Regions from separate parts of the Sus scrofa genome. Here region 2 is linked to region 1. A link is a contact called in public HiChIP or PLAC-seq data. All regions are on one chromosome and are shown on one strand. Each heading gives the region's core, a stretch centred on a gene start, on an enhancer-like site or on the middle of the called end of the contact. The rest is flanking DNA. Distances are from core to core; before and after follow the strand shown.

Region 1 (5,257 bases), core at 1,448-3,947:
TAAAAACTGTAAACTACCAAAATTCACCTGATATAAAATAGGTTATATATATATATAAAAAGAAATAGGTTATCTGAATAATCCTATAACTATTTTTAAAATTTGAATAATTAAAGGAGTTCCTTCTATGGTGCAGTGGATTAATAATCCACTGCAGCAACAGCGACACTGGATAAAAATCCTGTGATCATATCAACTGACTCAGAAAAATCATTTGACAAAATTCAACACCCATTTACGATAAAAAAACTCTCAGTAAGCCAGGAATAGAGGGTAACTTCCTCAACCTGATAAGACTGAATACGTTCCTCTTAAGGCACAAGTCTGCTTTGATCGTTCTTTGATTCAGTGTTGCTGCAGCTGTGGTGTAGGTCACAGCTCCTGCTCAGATTTGATCCTTGGCCCAAACTTCCATATGCTGTGGGTACAGCCGAAAAGAAAAAAAAAAAGAGTAATTAAAAAGCATCTAGGAGTTCTGATTGTGGCTCAGTGGTAACAAACCCAGTTAGCATCCATAAGGATACGGGTTCAGTCTCTGGCCCCACTCAGTGGGTTAAGGATCTGGTGTTGCTGTGGCTGTGGTGTAGGCCGGCAGTTGTAGCTCCGATTCAACCCCTAGCCTGGGAACTTCCATATGCTGCAGGTTCAGCCCTTAAAAGACAAAAATAAAATAAAATAATAAAAAAAGAACGATCAAAGCAGACATCCTTGACTTGTGCCTTAAGAGGAACATATTCAGTCTTATCAGGTTGAGGAAGTTACCCTCTATTCCTGGTTTAGTGAGTTTTTTATCGTAAATCGGTGTTGAATTTTGTCAAATGATTTTTCTGTGTCAGTTGACATGATCACAGGATTTTTATTCTTTAGCCTCTTATTTATTTATTTTATCCGTGGCATATCAAAGTTCCCAGGCTAGTCGTTGAATCGGAGCTGCAGCTGCCACAGCCACAGCTATGCCAGATCCTGAGCTTCATCTGCGACCTACACTGCAGCTCACAGCAACACTGGATCCTTAACCCACTGAACAAGGCCAGGGATTGAACCATGGATACTAGTCAGATTCTTTCTGCTGAAAGATGATGGGAACTCCTGCTCTGACCATTCTTATTCAACATAGTACTGGAAGTCTAGCCAGCACAGTAAGGCAAAAAAAGGAAACAAAAACACACAGGTTGGAAAGGAAAAAAATAAATCTCCCTATTTGCAGATGAATTTATTGTCTACTTTAAAAATCCCAAAGAGGAGTTCCTGTTGTGGCTCAATGGAAACAAGTCTGACTAGTAACCATGAGGATGCAGGTTTGACCCCTGGCCACGCTCAGGCGTCATGAACTGTGGTGTAGGTTGCAGATATTGCTCAGATCTGGCATTTCTGTGGCGGTGACATAGGCCCATGGCTGCAACTCTGATTAGACCCCCTAGCCTGAGAACCTCCATATGCTGCATGTGCAGCCCTAACAACAACAACAAAAATCCCACAGAATCTACCAAAAAACCTAGAATCAATAAGAGAGTTCAGCGAGACCCTGGGTTACAAGATCAACATGTAACAGAATGCAGTAGAGAGAGAAAAAAAAAAGGATTCTTAAATTTAATCTGAATTCTAGAAGGAGAGAGAAACTGAGGTAGAGGATATCCTAGGAAAGATAGCTGAATTTCCCAGAACTGGTGAAAGTACAAATACACAGACTGAAGAAACACAGAGACTTTCAAAGCAAAGCAAAAAGAAAGCAAGAAAGAAGGAAAGCAGGCAAGCAAGCAAGCAAAATGGAAAAAAAAAATCCTACCTGGATTTCTAATGAAATTGCAGAACCCTGAAAAATGGAGAGGAGAAATAAACAGGGGGGAGATGAAAACAAAGTTAACAATATCAGGCTTAATGATTTGACTTAAGTAGTGCTTACTTGCCAAGCACTTACCTTAAGTGATTAATTCCTTATGGAAATTGTATTAGGTAGGAGCTATTATTACTTCCATTTTATAGAGGAGGAAATTGAGCCAAGTGAAATTGAGTTACCTGCCCAGGGTGGGACAGCTTATCAATGGTAGAGGTAGAATTTTGAACTAGGTAGTTAGTTTGTGTCATTAACCACCACACATGTTTGTCTCTCTAAAGGGCAACGGGAAGTCTTTGAAAGGTTTTAAGCAGGGGAGTAACACATTTGTTTTCCCCAAACAAATCATCCTGGCACCACTGTGAATAATGGATTAAATGGAGCTAAGAGTGGAAACGGGAGCTCCTGGAATAATGTACCTAAAATAGGGAGGGCCTGGATGAACGAAGGAGGTGGCAGACAAAAGAAAATAATTTGCGGGCTCTTCTGCGGTCGAGTCCACAGGAATTGGTTTTGGATTGGATTAAGGGGGTGAAGGAGGGTGAGGATGGTACCCAGGTTTCCGACCTGGGCAATTCGGTGGACAGTGAAAGTCATTCACTGAGGAGACTGCGGATAAGTCTGATTTTGGACACGGTGAATTTGCGGTGTAGAAACGCGGTTAGGACCAAAAGCAGAACCCATCAGTGGGGTTCTTTTGGCAGGGCGCGCGCACGCGCGCGCGCGCGGGAGTTCTGCGCGGCGGGGCTCCCCTCCGGAAGTCGCCTGCGCAGGCGCAGTGCAGAGGCGGGCGCCCCCTGGCGGGCGGCGGCGCGCTAGGACCGCCCCCAGCCTGGCGCCGCTGCCGCCCGCCTCAGCCCAACATGGCGATGCACAACAAGGCGGCGCCGCCGCAGATCCCGGACACCCGGCGGGAGCTGGCAGAGCTCGTGAAGCGGAAGCAGGAGCTGGCGGTGAGGGCTAGCACCGGGGGGCGCCCGGGTGGGGACCCCGTGCCTGCCCCTGCCTCCAGACCCCGGCTCCGCCGCGCCGGGCGGTTCGTTACTCGGTGGGCGCAGCGCGGCGCCCGGGAGTCCGGCGGCCTGAGGACGGCTGCGCAGTGCGCGGCCCGCCGGCGCCTCGGCTTCCAGGCGGTGCAGATCCGGAGCCGGGAGCCTGGGCTGGGGGCGGGGCGCGGAGCCGGGGAGGGGGAGGGGGACTAGGCGGGCGGGGGCGTGGAGGAAGGATGGCGCCAGGGGGTGGGGGCTTCTGTGCTGCAGCCCTGCTAAAGCGAGTAACCGTGAGCTCTGCGGGGTAGGCGAGGGCGAGCGGGTCCATGATCTTTAAGGAGTGCGGGGCGGGCGGATCGGTGGGCTGTAGATTGGTCCGGGCTTGCTGGTGGGCTTTAGGTGGGGTGGTGGGGTAGGAGGCGAGTGTGGGAGGGACACTCACACATCCTGCCTGGTCTTTGGAGGATGGAGGGTCTCGTCCTTTTGGGGACTAGGAGTAGATCCGTTAGATGGGGTTTTTGATGGGCAGGGATGTGATGTGTTTGGGAACATCTTAGGAGGTGACAGGCGAGGGGAGCGGACTCGGTTAGGGAATTAAGAATTGTGACACGCAGCCCGGGTCCCTTGGACCGTGGCGGCTAAGCCCTCCCTCCCCTCGCGTTTTGGCTTGGGCACCGGGAGGCCCATCTCACCTGAAGCTGCCCTTCCAGGTTTCCATAGCAACCGGCAGCCCAGTGCTGGCGGCCTTTCGGAGCCTACGGGGAGGGGAGCCAGTTGGCGCTGGAAGGCTGCTTACCCTTCCCTCTCCTGGTAGCAGTACCTTTTATGCGTGGGAGTGGAGACTGCTCTTTTTTTTCCTCCGCCCGGGTTCTTGACAGCTGGGTTTCCACGAAGCCTCTGAGTATATACAAACTTTTGTACATTTTTCTGGGGACAGGCTCTCTCTATTCCATTCTGTCCTCAAGGGATACAAGACAGGTATAGACTGCCTTAGTGTGAAACACCCTGCCCCTGCCCGTGTCATTCCTCCCTCCGCAAGGCTGGTTTGGTGTAGTTGAGCTTGAATTTATAAGTCTGATATAGACTTCAATTTGGGAGTTCCTGTCGCGGCTCAGCGGAAACGAATCTGACTAGTACCATTAGGATGCGGGTTGGATCCCTGGCCTCACTCCGTGGGTTAAGGATCCGGTGTTGCCTGAGCTGTGGTGTAGGTTGCAGACTTCGGCTGGAATCCTGAGTTGCTGTGGCGTAGGACAGCGGCTGTAACTCTGATTCGACCCCTAGCCTGGGAACTTCCAAATGCCTCAGGTGTGGCCCTTAAAAAAAAAAAAAGTTCATTTTGGTTAGGCTTAATGCAAGCATGTAAAAGGTATTAACCACTTCCTTATTTTTCGTCACTCAGGAAACACTGGCAAACTTAGAGAGACAGATCTATGCTTTTGAAGGAAGCTACCTGGAAGACACTCAGATGTATGGCAATATTATTCGTGGCTGGGATCGGTATCTGACCAACCAAAAGTGAGTGTCAAGCCTGTAGTATTTGTATGATGTCCTTGTAATATTTGTGCTTAGGACTGGGTAATTTCTTGGTAGTGGCTTTGCAGGGAGGCAGTAGTAAAGTGGGGTGGAAAGAGGTCTGCATTTGAGCTTGGACTCTGGCTCAGCCACTCCTGGGTAATCCCAGATAAACTCTACACCAGCCCCACACAGTCGGAGAAGTCCCGCCAATGGCACAGGGTTGTGCAATGCTTCAATGAAATACAGCATGTAATACACTCCTGTCATGTCATGAGTCCCAAGATTTGCTATACCTGTGTGGCAACTGTATCACAGTTTCATTTAGTAATATTCTTTCTAAAAAAAAAATTTTTTTTTTTTCTTTTTAGGGCCGCACCTGCAGCATATGGAGGTTCCCAGGCTAGGGGTTCAATCAGAGCTGTAGCTGCTGGCCTGCACCACAGCCATAGCAACACAGGATCTGAACCACTCCTGTGACCTACCCTACAGCTCACAGAAATGCCTGATCCTTAACCCACTGAGCGAGGCCAGGGATTGAACCTGCATCCTCATGGATCGGAGTCAGATTTGTTAACCACTGAGCCACACGGGAACTCCTAAAAATTTTTTTAAACTTGCTAAACTTTTTGGAAATTTCTCAAATCTGCAGAGTACTTGAAAGACTAGTTGATCTCTTGATACCCCTTACCAGCATTCAGCAATTGTTAACTTGTTGCCACATTTGCTTTCTCTCTCTTCTTTCTCCCTCTTAATATATAGTAACACACACCACTATTTCTATGCTTAAGTTTTTTTTTTTTTTTTTTAAATTGACACATAGGAAGTTGCAAAAATAGTAAGAGAGGTCCCATGTACCCTTCCCCCAGTTTTCCCCAGTGGTTGGGTTTTACATAACCATATAGTACAATAGCAAAAG
Region 2 (5,257 bases), core at 1,401-3,900, 400 kb before region 1:
CCAGGAAAGAGAGTATTTAGTGGTGGTGATGGAGGGCATCCTACATACAGAATAGCCTCTCTGTGCTTTCATCTGATCCTCATAAAAATGCTGTGTGCCAGGGAGTCCACCCCCTTTTTTTGCTTTTTCTTTTTTTTTGCTTTTTTGCTTTTTAGGGCCGCACTCGAGGCATATGGAGGTTCCCAGGCTAGGGGGAGCTGCAACTGCTGGCCTACGCCACAGCCACAGCAATGCAGGATCTGAGCCCTGTCTGCAACCTACACCACAGCTCACGGCAATGCGGCAATGCCGGATCCTTAACCTACTGAGCAAGGCCAGGTATTGAACCCGCATTCTAATGGATCCTAGTAGGGTTCGTTAACCACTGAGCCACGAAGGGAACTCCCGGGAGTCCACCACTCTTAGCAGATGAGAGACTGAGGCTTTAAGAGGTTAACTGACTACAGAGGCTCTAGAGCCTAAAGATGAAGCACTTTTTTTAGCATAAGGAGCCTTGACATTTGATTGTCTGGATTTGAATCCAGGCTTTGCTATTATTAGCTGTATCACCCTTGGCAGCTACTTACTTTCTCTGTGTCTCCATGTTCTCATCCTCAAAATAAGGATAAAAATACATATTTCACAAAGTTGATGGATAATCAAGTGCATTAATATATGCAAAGTACTTAGAGTCTGGTGCAAAGTAAAAACTCAGGGAATATTGGCTCTTTGTGAGTAAAACCAGAGACCAGCCCCTCCAACTCTGCCTTTGGTCCAGCACCTTCCTTATTCAGTCATAACCCCTTCCTTTCTGAAGGCTGTTGACCTTTGCCCTCCCCTCAGCCCAGAGCAAACCCCTTCTTTTTTATTTTTTTGCTTTTTAAGGCCGCATTCACAACATATGGAAGTTCCCAGGCTGGGAGTCAAATCAAAGCTACAGCTGCCAGCCTACACAGCCACCACAGCCACTGCAACAAGGGATCCCCGACTCACTGAGGGAGGCCAGGAATCAAACCCACATCCTCATGGATACTAGTCGGATTTGTTTCCACTGTGCCACAACTGGGAACTCCCAGTAAACCCTTTCTTGCCCTCATCCAACCAGGCAGTCTTCCCTGCACTCCCCAGGGCTGGGAGTCTCCTACACCTGCAAGATAAGTTCCAGAGCAAGGGTCAACACAGGCACTGGCTGCTTCCTCCCCGGACTCCAGAAGCATATGCCTGCAGTCCAATCCGGGCACCTAAGGGTCCAATGACATGGAAGCAGTGTTTGTCACTCATTCATTCATCAGATATTTATTAAGTGCCAGAATCAGAAGGACCTGGTCCCTGCCCTCATGGCCCTTACAGTTTAGGCATGAGGAACAATGATAATTAACAAGCAGTTAGTTAATTTTGAAAGGAAACCTGGCCTCCAGGGTGTCTTGGGGCCCTCAGGCAGGCATGGGATTCAGAGGTTGGAGAGGAGGGTACTCAGGAGCCCCAGCCTGGGAAGGAATGAGTCTCTGCCCAGGGAGCTTGTTTGGACCCAGCCTGGGGGATGGGAGAGCCTCTCTGGGCACCTGAACCTCTACTCTAGACCCTGAGGTTATTTCCAGGGTTGGTTTGTTGTCTCTTGTTTTGCAAACAGCCCAGCAGAGCCTCCTCCTCCCTCCCCAACCCTTCCAGACCATGGCTATTTATTCCTAGTGACAAGCCTGAGGATCCCAGGGGGGTTGGCCTCAAGGACCTGGAGGGGCCTTGTGTCCCTGGCAGGCGCCAGTCCTCCCTCCCCGCAGGGCAGGACCCAGGGAGGAAGCCAGAAGGTTAGAAACTGCAGAGGTCGGGGAGAAGAACTTCTCTCCACCACCCCTGCAGCGCCCTGTCCATGCACACTCCTCACACTCCTTCCTGAGAAGCTCAAAAACCACGGGGGGGGGGGGGAAGGATTAGGGTATCCCCTGGGCCTCAAAGGTCAAAACTATTCCTGGACACAGTGAAAACCAAGGGAGGATTTCTCTGTTCCACCATGCAGCAGGAGGTGAGGAGGTGGTTACTCGTTTTCACGCTCAGGGTGGGAGAATAAAGCCCTTTGAAGGTCAAGGCCCTCTGGAGGGGGTCCTTGCTTCACTCCTGGTTTCCGCGGAACACCTAGGTTCCCACTTACAGAGCTGTGACAGCAGGGCCAAGCCCCCAGCCCCACCCCCAGGCTGGAATGAGTCCTCTAGTACACCTTCGGGCAGTGTGATCCCTGGGGGTAAACTGGGAGGGGGCGAGGACACGAAGAGGGCATGAGGTCCCCAAATGGACCTTGGTCGGCTGCCTCCTGTATCCTTTGCCCGAGATTGAACACAGCTAACCGCTGGGGGTGGGGGGGGGCCGGGAGAGGGGGCGAGCAAGGAGGGAGGACAGCAAAAGCTGCAGGGAGGGGACAGGGGCGGGGTCCTGGCCGCTCGGGAAGGTTGCGAGAGCCAGGTTAGGCCTGGAAGGCCGAGGGGGCTGGGGCTGGCTCCGATCTAAAAGGGAGGTGGGGGCGGGGTCTGCCCCCCTCCCCAGCCCCTAGCCACGGGGACCTGGGGCCGGGGGCGGGGTCCGCACCCCGCGGGCAGGGGCGGCCGGGGGCGGGGTCCGGGCGGGGCGGGCCCCAGCGCTCACTTCCTCGAGGAGGGGTTGGGGCCGCGCTCCCACTCGCCCACACAGTCCGTGTGCAGCCGGCAGCCTAGCCGGTAGCTCGCTCGGCCCCGCTCGGCCTGGCCCGCAGGTAGGAGCCGCCGAGGGACGCGGCCCCGGCTGCCCGGCCCTCCCTGCTCGAGCGCCGCGCCTCGCTCCCGCCGCCCGCTTCGAGGTGAGCTCCGCGCCGAGCCCCGCTCCCCATCCCGGCTCCCGGCCCTCGCCCTCGGGCGGGAAGGTAGAGGCGACCCACCGGGGGTTCAGAGCAGCCATGGCCCCCGCCTCTTGCCCTTTGCCTCCGCCGGGGTCCGGCCGCGGGCGCCAGGGACGCTCTGGGAGCCGGTGGCGCGGGGGCGCCGAGCCCTGAGGGGCGCCACGGGGACCGCACCGCCCCGGGCCTCCTGGCGGGGCGGGCGCTGCTACGCGAGTTGGGCGGGGGAAGGGGGCCAAGTTTGAAATGGAAAACCAGCGTCGAGAGCTACCGGGAGGGTTCGAGAAACCGGCTTCCAAAAAGCCTGGTGGAGCCAGAAACCGAGACAGCATAAGGAGTGACAAGCTTGGAGAGGAGGCTGCAGAGATTCCCGAAACAGGGACAGAGACTTGGGCGTAGAGTCACCGGGAGGCAGACCCGAGGCGTAGGGACCCCTCCGAGGTTTTGTGGAGCGGAGCATTTTAAGGAAAAGCATGTAATGACCCCAGAGGTGTTGTCGGCCTTTCCCAGAGCCTTGGAAGGTTCTGGGCAAGTGAGGGGCTCCAAAGCTTAAGCTTCATTAGCCTCGTGGTAAAGCAGCCTTGGAGAGGCCTAGAAAGATCCAGAGTCTAGAGTCGGAGACACTCAGGCATAGAGATGCTAAGAGATAGAGAAGGACGGTGGGGGAGGACCAAGACATTCCACCTTTTAGAGACATTGAGATGCCAAGGCTTGGGTGGACGGAGGGAGAAATCCACCGAGGCTGTCGTTGGGAGATGGCCAGTAGAGATACAGAGACATGGAAACATAAAGACAGCTGCCAAAGTGTGCAGACACAGACGTGCTGAGTGGAGCAGAGCTAGACATCAAGAGACAGATGTCATGGAGGCACAGTGACAGCTTCCAAGACAGACCCACGGGACTCAGGCCCAAAAGACTGGGAAGTGAGGATGTGGGGAGACAGAAACTCTAGACCAGTCAATCCCCCATGAGGATCTGAGACAGTAAGACACAGCAAGAAGGAGCCCCATGCAGTCCCCCAATCAGCTCCAACTTATTTTTAAACTCAAATCTTGGGCGCACTGCTTCAGTCCAGGGGGACCCGGGGTGAATGAACTGTTCCTTTCTGTCCCCAGAGCAGCTGCTGGATCCTGCTTCCCACCCCGCCTTCCCCCAAACCGCTCTGACTCCCAGCCCTCATGGGGGGAGGGGAGAGAGCCCGGAGAGTTTGGGGTTGATGCCTAGTTGGGGGGGGAGGGAAGAGTTTGGTTTCTCCCCTCAAGTCTCTTGTGAGCTCCTGTAAGCTGGGGGAGGGTCTGTGCTGATTCTGAGTCACAGCTGTGGGACCTGGCCAGGGTCCTCCTAGACATTGTGGGGGGGAAGGGCAAAGGGGGTTGAGCGGTTGGCATGGGTACTTGGAAAGGCTTCTGGGTGTCTTCCAGTCACAGGGCTGGCAACTGGGGAGAAGAGCCAGGCTCCTGTCCCAGTGATATCACCTAGCATCTCCTGTCCCCCTGCTCTTAAATGCTGACCACCCCCTCAGCCACTGCAACATTTCTAGGGAAAGAGAAACGGACTTCAGGCTGAGAGGCAGGGGACCTAGGATCTCATACCAGAGTGACTTTGGGCATGTCTCTGCCCTGTCCCTGGCCGCCGTGCTCAGCTGTAAAACGGGGATGATGTCCTATCCCGCCTGCCGTTTGGGAGATCTGATTGGTGGTGGGTGGGCGGCATTGCACTTTGTGAGAAGCCAAACAGCACGCTAGTGTCTACTCTTCTGTACCTGTGTTGGAGATTTCAGAGTTACGCTCACTGGTGTCAGACCTGCCCCCACTGGTCTTAGTGAGCACCACGCCTGGGTCTCTTTAACGGAGAACTAAGGCTTTCCCTCCTTGTTCTCTCCCTGAGCCCACCACTGAGAATGTCAAGGTCAAGTCCCAGGCTAGCCCCCTAACCCAGGCCTGGTTGAGAAGCTGTGGTCTGATCCCAGTACGAGGAAGGGGCTAATAATCAAAACACCAAGACGACTCAGTAGCTACCAGGAGCTTTCCAAGTATCATCACATTTAACCCTGACAGCAACACTAGGAGGTGGGAAGTGGTATTAGATGGGAAAACGGGCTCAGGGAGCTTAAGTGACTTGCTCAAGATCACCCAGCTTTCTGTTTCACAGTTCAAGCTTCTCCATGCCAACCACAGCCATTTATCCAGCCGTTCTGAGGTGCAGGAGGTTCATGGGGAGGTGTCAGATGTATGTGTTTGGGCCAGGTATGGGGATGTGTGTGTTGGGGGGGGTGGGCAGCACCTGAGAGCCATCTGGTAGACCGAACAGTCTTCCCACACCCCCCTACCAGCCAAGAAGGAATACAAGACTTTGGAACCCTAGCCCTGCCAGGAAAGGGGGGCGGGGGGGAGGGGCAGAGACAGGTGGGCCTTGCTA

The links. HiChIP or PLAC-seq counts read pairs in DNA pulled down with a chosen protein or histone mark.
Region 2: a contact with region 1 is called in an H3K27ac HiChIP or PLAC-seq map of alveolar macrophages. The contact joins the promoter of FHL3 here to the promoter of MEAF6 in region 1. A contact is called at or near these places in 2 of 47 Hi-C or Micro-C datasets (heart right ventricle and liver) and 1 of 2 datasets of contacts at active chromatin or transcription factors (alveolar macrophages).

What each region holds. Positions count from the first base shown.
Region 1 is chr6:93,586,422-93,591,678 of Sscrofa11.1, reverse strand. MEAF6 (MYST/Esa1 associated factor 6) reads left to right here and starts at 2,697. Exons shown (of 7, transcript NM_001243456.1): 1 at 2,697-2,787; 2 at 4,226-4,341. The coding sequence starts at 2,698.
Region 2 is chr6:93,985,258-93,990,514 of Sscrofa11.1, reverse strand. It overlaps FHL3 (four and a half LIM domains 3), which reads left to right and starts at 2,650. Exons shown (of 6, transcript NM_213946.2): 1 at 2,650-2,803.